2 separate regions of the Sus scrofa genome follow, and region 2 is linked to region 1. The links are chromatin contacts, called in public HiChIP or PLAC-seq maps. All regions are on one chromosome and are shown on one strand. The core of a region is the stretch at or near the end of the contact, and the rest is flanking DNA. Distances in the headings are between cores, read along the strand shown.

Region 1 (5,045 bases), core at 2,235-4,734:
TGCTCCAACAATCCAAATCCCTTGAAAGAATGATTTCTATTTACTTTTCCTGTGTGATATATTTAGAGGGAATCTGGAAAAGATGGCTGGAGATCTATAAACAGAAAGTGCTAAGTGGAATTCACTGTTTATAGACTTTAGCTAGAATTGTGTCCCTTATATAATGTTGCCAGGAATCTGTAGTATTGTACTCTTTAAAAGCATCTTCCTCAGGTTCCTTTCAGTTTACTGGTTTTCTCCCTTCTTTCTACTGGCTTTTACATTTGTTTTATTCTCCTCACTTAAAAGACACTGATATAACCTTATGGAATAACATGATTTTTCCAAAGAAACTCCTAGAACCATCTCTCAGTGCCATCATGCACTTGTCATTATATTTCCATACACACAGTTAAAACAGATGTAATAAAGTAATCCACATAAGCATTTCCGATTTAATAAAAATGAGAACTGATGTGCCATGATAAGATGTATTTATGTGAGAATGTTGGAAAAATAGTTTCCTACATTTAAAATCCTACAACTTAAAATCTTTATCAGCTACACATGCTGATAACTGTCTGAAAACAATTGTTCACAAAGCAGGACTACTATAGTTCTTATTCTGACCTACTGGACAACCGCAATAAGGCATATTCTGAATTGACAGAGTGCTTCACATACAAGAAACATTTTGACAACCTGCAAGGAAGCTGAAACAAAGTCAGATGGAAACAGACTTAGGACCTCCACTTGAAACTTGGCTCAAGAACATTCAACAGCACTAGACTCAGTTTCCTGCCCTGTACTTTTCAGTCATTTCCTTTAAGGGTCCCTAAGAAACCAGGAAACCTGCAATTCTAGCCTCTGACAGTCCACACTAACTTCCGCCTTTGGACTCCAGTGACTGAATAAAGACATTGTGTTAGTAGCTTCCTTAAAATACAAATGTCTGGTAAATCTGGCTTGTAAATGCTACAGGAAAAGTTCAACATAACCAACTGTAAGGTGACTTAAATGAAAATTTTAAGGAGAGCACAGACTTTTGCCCCTTTCCCCTCAAATCTACCACTAAAGCACAATTCCCAGCTCATTTTTTTTTCAAGTCAATAACTACTATTATTACATTACAGCACTTCCATAACACTAATAAAAACCTAGGTAACAAGTTTTCTCTTTAAAAGTCTTAAATTTATTAGATGAAGCATTATAACCACTTCACTACATGCATCTTTCCATACATACCCTTAACTATTTTTCAACTGCTTGTTTTAAACTTAAGATTTCTTTCAACATACTATAGAAAGAGGACTTTCAACATACTATAGAAAGAGGTCAGGTTAGAGGACAGGTTATCAAAATAAACATCTTTCCCTTTACTGATGGAACCACCAGAGTCTAAAATCTGGGGGCAACTATAAAATACGAAATTAAATTCAGGAGAATTTAGGATAAGAGAAAGTACTGTTACTCCAATTCTGACAATTAGTCACCTCAGGAAATAACTAACTAGTAGTGATGATGCTTGATTTAAAATTTTGGTACCTTCCAGTCTGGATCAATTATCAAAATAAACAAACTTGTTCTCAGCATTAAGTATTTTCTTCTAGAAGAGGATGTTAGTGTGAATAAAAAACATAAAAATGCATATGCTTTATTTGTACAAGAAAGACAATGTTTTGAGAGCTGTAAATCTGATCACCCTGAAAAAACATTTTGTTGGTTATAAAGAAAAGGTCATAAACGGAAACAGAAGAGCTTAAGAAACTGAACCTTCTCCACAACTCAAAAATTTACATTCACACTACTAGGCAAACTAAAAAAAAAAAGCAAAACAAACAAACAAAAAAACAGCAAACAAAAAACCTCTTACGGTTCTCCTCAATTACAAAAGAAATACATATTCAAGTAGAAAAAGACAAAGCCAGTTGTGAAACAAAAGATCAGCTGCTATGCAAACAAAATAGCATTTTGTAGAATAAGAGAAGTACACAGCCTTTGAACCAAAACAAATAGATGACCTTTTCTTACACTTAAAGCTTCTGGTTCTTTGTACAACCAGTACCTTATGGATAAGGTGCTCACTCAATTTGATGACTAAACGATGGGAAGGCTGTTGGTGCTATTAAAACCAAGACACAGTTCCTTGTGTGTTGTGACTAAATCTGTTAAACCTACATTAAAAAAAATCTCTGCCCTCCCACCCCCATGATTGCTGTCTTGCCTACCCGCAGGTACAAAAATAAAAGCAGATGGGTGAGATGAGTTTATGGTGTACAGTATTCTTTCTCCCCATTCGTAGCATTTTTCAAGAGTCCTTTGAGGTTTTAAGATTCAAAACATCGTGTAAGAAGAGTTATTGTTTCAACTACCTAACAATTACCCAGACTTCTTTTAGACTTCGGTTAACCTGTAAGTAAAATGAGTATCTTCAACTTTTCCATAGGGCACTGAAGAACCAGTTCTTACTCATAAATGCTTTCAGGTCCTCAGACACCAGGCGTGGTGGAAGATCAAGGGTATCCATCAATTAGCGAGCTCTTCCGGACCTCAGTTTACCCACTTACGGAAACCGGGGCATTAACTTTGTTTCGTAGGGGCCCCGGAGGTGTAACTAATTGGTGTTTTTAAGTGCTCTGAGATCCACAGATGAAAGGAAACGCGAGGGACAAGCAGTGATGATGACAATAATCATGACAATAAACAAAATGACTAACTTGGAAGTCTGTGTTATGTAAAGAAGGAAAAAGAAGTTATCAGATTCGTACAAACAAAAGAAAAGCCCTCCGCCCCCCTTTGTTTCTCTTTCAATTCTACCTCGTTCCCCGCCCCCGCGAAGCTCCCCTCCCTCAGCTGGTGGCCCGGCGCGGGGCGCGGGGCTCGGACTTGGCCGCCGCGCGCCCGTTCCTGGGCGGAGGGGGAGGGCGCGTCGGGCCGGCTCCTGACAAAGGCGCTTCCTCCTGCGAAGGCGCGGGATGAGGGCGCCGCAAACTCCGCTTCGGCGCGGGGGCGCGCAGGCGGGCGGGGAAAGCTGGCCGCCTAAACCCGGCCGTCCGCCCCGGGAAGCCGCCGAGGAAGTTGCGCGCCCGCCTGGCCCGCACCCCTCGCCCGCTCCGTGTCGACCCCTCCCGCGGCGTGCCGCGGCCACACTCACCGGACAATTGCTGGTGGCCGGAATCCCAGCACGGCCCCGAGACCCGGGGCGAGGGGGTGAAGTGTGCGTGCGCGGGGAGCGCGAGCAGACAGCCCGGCGTTCCGCCGCCGCCTTCCGCGCCAGCCGGCCGAGCCCGGCGAGGGGAAGTTGGCCGCGGAGCTGAGCGCTGACGAGCCGCGGGCGGAGGGAGAGCCGCGGGGCCCGCTTTGTGATGCGCTCCCGGAGGGCTCGAGGCAAACCCGAACGCGCGGCTCGGCTAGTGCTGCTGCTGGAGGCGGCAGCGGCGGCGCCCCCCGACGGTCCCTCCGCCTCACTCCGCCTCTGGGTCACTGACACACACTCAGAGGGAGGGGAGGGGACTAGCTGGAAGGCGGGGCCGGAGGGAGGGGACGGGGCAGGGCCATAGAGGGAGGCGGTGCCGCGGCGCCGAGCGGTCTCTTGGGAGTTGTAGTTCTCTGACTGAAGAAAAAGGGGTACATTGTTGAGGACGAGTCCCTGCTCGCTCCGCACTGCGCATGCTCGGGAGGGAGAGGGTCGGCCCCACTGTTACTATGGTCACAGACATACTGAGGAAGGGAACGTGTTCAGCGCGGCTGCTGGCTGAACAAGGCCCTCCTTGTGTTATGGTGCTGTTAAGGATCCTACTTTTAGCTGGTCCTTCTTACTTCGCTCCACCCCCAATTTCCTAACCTCACCACTCACAAGTGCTCAGTGAAATCTGACTTCTTCATATTTTGGTCTTCCCTGCTGCTTAATTTTATGCCATAAATGCCGAATCACAACCATTTCCCTTCCCTCAAGGGAGCCCTCCCTGCCTTAAATTCAAGGGTTTTTTCCGTTTATTTTTTTAACCTAAGACTTGTAGAAACGTAGTTGCTTCCAATAACTTTACAATTAAGTTATAAAACTGCTAGGAACAAATCCATTGTCAGATTCCCATAGTTAATTTCTTCGCTCAAGTCACATCTAACTGGCTTCTTTAAGGCCAGCAAAGGTAGAGCTCAGGATCAAGATCGCTATATCTTACTTGATCGGTGCAAAGTAATCAAACGTTTAAATTTTAAGGCCTAGAATTTTTAAGAAATAAGAATTTCATAAAGTATAAGTTCAAAAGATAAGTGAAAAGTTGAAAATTGTTTACTGTATATACATTGGCAACTTTCAATTAGCAATAAGAGAAGTCTGAACCACTGTCTGAGTATGCTGTTGGGCTGGTCAGCTAGGGCTACACCCATACAGGGCACCCAGGTGTAAATAGTGGCCGAAGAGGGTGGTGAAAGGCAAACATGTTATTGGATCTCTAGAGGACTTAAGACAGCCTGTCCAAGCTCTTTTGTTTTTCTTCTCTGCCCACCTAGAACCCCATACTCTGGAAGAAAAAAGATCAATGTTTAGAAATCAGAAACAGGAAAAGTTGAGGTTTTCAGATAGAGAGTTTCAAGATCAAGGATCCTTATGTTTGCAGACCACATAATTATTCATTTAGAAAACATTCTTGAATATACTACGCCTCAGGTACTTTATTAGTTCTCAGAAAGAGAGATACAGGAATGTAAAAGAAACACTGTTTAAGTGCTTACTGTGCAAAAGAGGAGCCAGGTAAATAAATAGACTCAGTGTGATAATACCTTAATAGGAAAGTACACCAGGTGCTTCAACACACAGTTACCCCAGGCTCAGGCAGTTTCAGAAAATGCTTCAAAGAACGCTTAAACTTGAGGATGACTAGGAGTTAGTGTGTTTGTGTGCTTTGGTGGAGGAAGAAAAGAGAAGTGAGTGAGAGCAGAGGGTGGGGGGGCTGGGGGTGAGGTGGAAGGCAGCAAGAGCAAAGTGCTAGAGGCATTAGAATTTGGTTCAGCAAAGAGTTCAGCATTGCTGGTTGTAGGGTGGAATTGAAGGGAGTGGCAAGAGG
Region 2 (5,000 bases), core at 325-2,824, 120 kb after region 1:
ATGGAGAATGGATGGGGCGTGGTTGGTTAGGAGAGCAGTTGAGAGGCTACTGCAGTCATCCAGGTGACAGAAGACGGTGACCCAAACCAGGCTGGTGACAGCGGAGTGAGGGGACGGCTTCTTGAATATATTTTAGTGGTAGAAATAACAGGTCTTGTCACTGGGATGGATTTAAGGAGTGAGGTAAAGTGAGGGGTCAATAAGAACTCTCAGGTTTCGGCTTAAGCAACAAGTGGAAAATGAAGCCATTTACTCAAAGAGGGGAAGTCTGGAAGAAAACAAATACATGTGAAGAAATCCAAACTTCTGAAGTGGATGTAATAAGTTTGACTTACCTGAGCTAGAACCCATGGAAATAGACAGAAGAAACAGAGCACAGAGAAGTGTGGGTCGGAGGTAGGGATGTAGATGTTATCAGCATTAGTCTTTGCTGATTTGGGGGGTTTGTTTTGTTTTGTTTTGCACCTGCCCAATTTCCATTCATCCTTCAGGTGTCAGCTTTCTCAGCGAGGCTTTCCCCCCCCACCCCCGTCCCCAGTATACATCGCTATGAATTAGGTGCTTTACTGGGCTCTCTCTCAAATAAAATTTTTCCTTAGAGGTGCTTATTATGGTTAGAAATTAAGATTTATGCTTGCTTGTTCTTTAGGGAGGAATCTCAGCCCACACCAAGATGCTCTAGAAAAAAAAAAAAAAAAAAAGATTTTACTTTTCTATAATGGAATCATTTGGGCCCTAAATTAAAAACAAAAACCAAACAAACAAAAAGAATGCAAAGAAAAAAAAAGAAAAGAGGGCCTGGAGGGGCGTGCAGACAGAATGACACATTTATGGGTCAAATAGAAGAGGAAGCTGGCTCAAGCCGCCAAGAAGGAGCTGGGAAGAAAACAGTCTGGGATGTAAGGGGAGACAAGGACTGAGGGAGTGACACTGTATCAAATTCTGCTGAGAAGTAGGATGGAAAGACTGAAGTGACTACTGGATTTATATCGTGGTGGGCATGGGGTCCTTTGTAAGAGCAGTTTGGGTGAAGCAGTGTGGACTGAAGGCAAGTTGCAGTGAGGAAATAACAACTGGAAAGGAGGAGTGAGAAATAATACATAAGGACTATTGTTCTAAGACGTTTTACTGCTGGCAGGGAGAAAACTAGGGCAGTGGCTAGAAAGGTATGTGGGGTGGAGGAGGTAGCTCTGGGCGATACTGAAGCATATCCATGTGTACATGACGACAATGGATTGAAGGGGGATAGGGAGAAATAATAGCAGAAGGAATTAGAGAAGAATAAAGAAAGAAGAGGAAGGGAGCAAGCAGGTAGGAAGGTGGTGACACAGAGAATGGAGCCAAGTCTTTGAAGGCCATGGCCAAGGGCAGCCCATGCCATGCCCACAGGGTGGAGAGGCGAGGTCAGCTGCTGCTCCTGGAGGGGGACGCCATCGCTGGCTAAGTGGTTAGTCAGTCTGTCGGCAGCCAGACCCTGGCCCCTGGCCAACCACATATTGGAGCAAAGTAAGAGTCTTCTGGCAGGCGTCTTTGAAGAGGAAGGATGGTGTGGGCGAGTGCTGAGCAGTGGGAGGGCAGCCAGGACCAGCTTAAGAAGGAGTAAACTCAGCGGGAGCCTGCAGGGGAAGGGCTATGGGGTGCCATCCTAGCATCCCCTTTCTTTCTCTCACCCACACAGCCTGCAACCAAAGGGGTGGGGTACAATTGCACTCATTTCTCTTACCACCTCTCAACTCTGCCACTCCAAGGGGGACCGCCCCTGCAGCCGCCTGAACCTGCCACAGGAGCAGATGGGCACCACTCCCAGCTGCCTGGGCAGGCGAGCCAGGGAGACACGGCAGCCCCACGCTGACCTCGCCTTTGTGATGGAGAGTCTGAAGCATAGGGACAGGGGATGGTCCTGGCTGCCTGGCGGGAGGCCTGGGCTGGCTGAGTCACAGAACCACACAGAGGAGCAGACTTGGGCTCCCGGACTGCAAGAGCCCGGAGAGAACATCTGCTACAACACACAAAGCCTTTCAGTGTCCCCACTCGCCTCAGACGAGGGCTTGTCAAACTTCAATAACATGCAAGAGAATCATCAAGAGATTGTGTTAAAATGCAAATTCTGAGTCCACAGTGCTGGGGTGGGGCCTGAGAGTCAGCATTCCTAACAAGTTGCAGGGTGATGCCGACATGGATGCTGTTTTGAAGAGCAAGGCTTGAGAGGCCTGATGGGGTTAGGACCTCTCTTCCATGGAAAATACACATCAGCTTATATGCACAGACTCTTCACACCATGTGGGCGTCACGTAGACCCTTGAGGCTTGTGGTCTGACCCCTGGGGACAGTGACTCCTGCCCTACATGATTATTGCCAGATTGTTGCCCTTCCCCCAATTCCACTCCAGAAGGTCTCAGAATTGAGAGGATTATTAGAATGACCTGGACCCCTGTTAAAAATGCAGATACCCTGCCCCCTTCCTCATTCCCAGTGAACGGATTCAGTAGGTCTGGGGCAGGGTGCAGGAATACATGTTTTTATCAAGTTCCCCAGGTGAGTCTGATCCAGGTATTTTCACTGAACACACCTGAGAAGCACTAAATACACTCACTTAGGTTCATGTTTTCCCAGGAATATGTGTACTGAAGTCTGAAAATCTCAGGACTGGAAGGAATAAAGATATGATTGAGGAAGTTTAAGTGCTTAGGTTGGTATTTTTGCTCAAGAGATACCCTGAAACACTCAAATCACCCCAGAGTGATTACTGTGACGGCCCGCTCCACTGATCCTACCTTTCATCTGAGGGGTTGCTGGTCCCCAGGGAGGCGAGAGCTATTTTTCAAGCATTGGTGGTGGATTTGAAGAGGCTGATCAGGTTCCCCAGAGGACCAGGGACACCTCCTTCCTAGCTGCTCTGTTCTCCCTTTGTGGGAAGGTTCTGGGGTCTTTCAGACACTTTCAAGTCATAGGACAAATCTTTCTTCTGCTAATGGAGAAGGCAGGAATCTCATTCCATTATCCAGGGACTTGAGCAATGTCACATTAATTTGCTTTCTTTACATCTGATTCTACATCTCTGGCCCACTGGGCTGGCAGGAAATTTGAGCTCAGCCATTAATGGAGATTTTAATGCCTCTAGGGTGGTGTGAAGATCCCCAAGGATCCTCAGATGTTTAGCCCACGCTGGTCCCCTTTCAAGGCCCCTTCAATTCAATGACTTTGATCAGAACCGTTGTTCTATACTCGGATCTTTGTGGAGGCTGGGAACACCATGCTTCAGATGCAGCCTCCTCAGTTCATCACTCCCCTCAGGGAATCCTGCTCATTTCCCTGGACTCTGTGAGAGAGAAGGCCTGGGTCAACATAACCTCCAGGGCGCATGGAACCATCACCTTCTGGCCTTGGGAATCTCCCAACTCCACTCTAGGCTTCTGCCTTGTTTTCCTTCCCCTTCTGCACAAACTCAGAAGCAGCTCGGGCTTTCAAAAAACAAAAGCCAGAAAGAGAAGTTGTCTGTAATATAAACCGTTTTTGAAGAAGTATAAAATTTTCAGAAAATTTAAAAGCATGACTCATGTAAATATAAACTGAGCACATGTCAAAGACTGCATTCAACTCCAATTTATGAGAGAACTGGTAAGACATTAAAACTGGTCCAAAGAGCATTTGAGAAGCTTGAAGCTGTACACAACTTAGTAGATTGCTGGGTTAGATAAAAAACTGGTTAATGTCCAACAGGGTCATAAACTGTGACTCTGGGAGTTTTCTGTTCTGCTGGACAGAAATTATTTGAGTCTCTACCCCCCAAAAATCTGCAAGTTAACCTCACCCCTATAGAGCTGTAAAATTGCCTTAGTAGAAAATCAAGTCCAGTACTACACTTAACACCTAGTACTACTTTCTCTTGCCTGTTTACAAGTTTTGGAATATTTTTCTGGCAGAAAAAAACTCAAAGGACCCAGCTACCTTCTTGGAATTTGGGAGGAAAAAAAATAACAAGAACAAACCTCAAAATAACATCTCAACTATCCCATCACCGAAATACATGACCCCCATTAATACAACCCCATTCTAATGCTGACAAAATATCTATGTCTTTGCTCTGTCTCATCAAAGGAGCTCCCCCACCCTGACTCCCGACAGGGGAGGAAGATGATAAGGACCCAAAACTTCCTCCTGCACCATATTAAACACTCTAGTGGAGACACAGTGCTCTTATCCTGTCCCTGAGGCACATGGGTAGATTCTTTTGAACACTGCTTGAAAATGCACAAAAACAGAGGACAGAGGGAAAATCCACACTTATTTCATTAGTATGATATGTTAGGCCCTTGTTCCACTGTCAAAATCTGCTCTCTAAATCAGCTTGCCGTCTGCCCAAAGCCTGGCTATGCCATAAGATGTCAGAGAAAAGAGTTGGTTGCACTGGGACAAATCACACGTGTGGCTGCACACTGTTACACAAAGGGGAGCAGCCAAAGAAATGCACCTGCAGGGAGAATTTTCTGCCTTAAGTCAACCTCAGTGGTCTCTCCCACTACCCCAGGTCTCGCTTTGTGCACGTGGGCCACAGAGAAAACCTGCTTCCTGTGAGCAGATAGTGTTTCTTTTCTTAGTTCTTGGGTTGCGCCTTTGAGGCTCCACAGCTGTGCTGCTCCCCTTCCCTGCTTGCTCTGCCCCATTTTTTCTTTGTTTCATATGAAACTCATCAGCAAGTCAGTCTTTGGGCAGGAGTTGATGTAGCCTCTGGCAGGAATCCGGAGTGGGAGATCAGAGAGACCATGAGAAAAATGTCAAGCACTGCTCTGACCGGATGGGAGGAAGGTGGGTCTCACAGCAGAAAAACTGTTTTCATCTCAGTCTTTTCGATGTGAGAGCCAAAGTTACACAAAGAGATTAGGGAAATGAGTTAACCCCCAAGCCTAAAAATACTCAGCTGGCCAGATTCCCTAGTGGTTTCTCATCTGAAATATTGCTTTATCCCTTTAGAGAGTTATGGTTCTAAAATGTTAGCAATG

Evidence for each region. HiChIP or PLAC-seq counts read pairs in DNA pulled down with a chosen protein or histone mark.
Region 2: an H3K27ac HiChIP or PLAC-seq map of alveolar macrophages shows a contact between it and region 1. The contact joins the enhancer-like site here to the promoter of PELI1 in region 1. A contact is called at or near these places in 5 of 47 Hi-C or Micro-C datasets (brain, embryonic fibroblasts, fibroblasts and 2 more) and 2 of 2 datasets of contacts at active chromatin or transcription factors (alveolar macrophages and skeletal muscle).

The regions. Positions count from the first base shown.
Region 1 is chr3:77,738,899-77,743,943 of Sscrofa11.1, reverse strand. It overlaps PELI1 (E3 ubiquitin-protein ligase pellino homolog 1), which reads right to left and starts at 3,484. Exons shown (of 7, transcript XM_021087454.1): 1 at 3,134-3,484.
Region 2 is chr3:77,612,450-77,617,449 of Sscrofa11.1, reverse strand. No RefSeq gene overlaps it. Among named protein-coding and RNA genes, the nearest start is that of PELI1, 130 kb to the left of the region's middle. Within about 2 kb of position 1,574, at least 41 of the 83 cell types and tissues checked have an H3K27ac peak or open chromatin away from gene starts, as enhancers often do. A contact at or near this core is called in alveolar macrophages, brain, embryonic fibroblasts and 1 more, where this site is marked.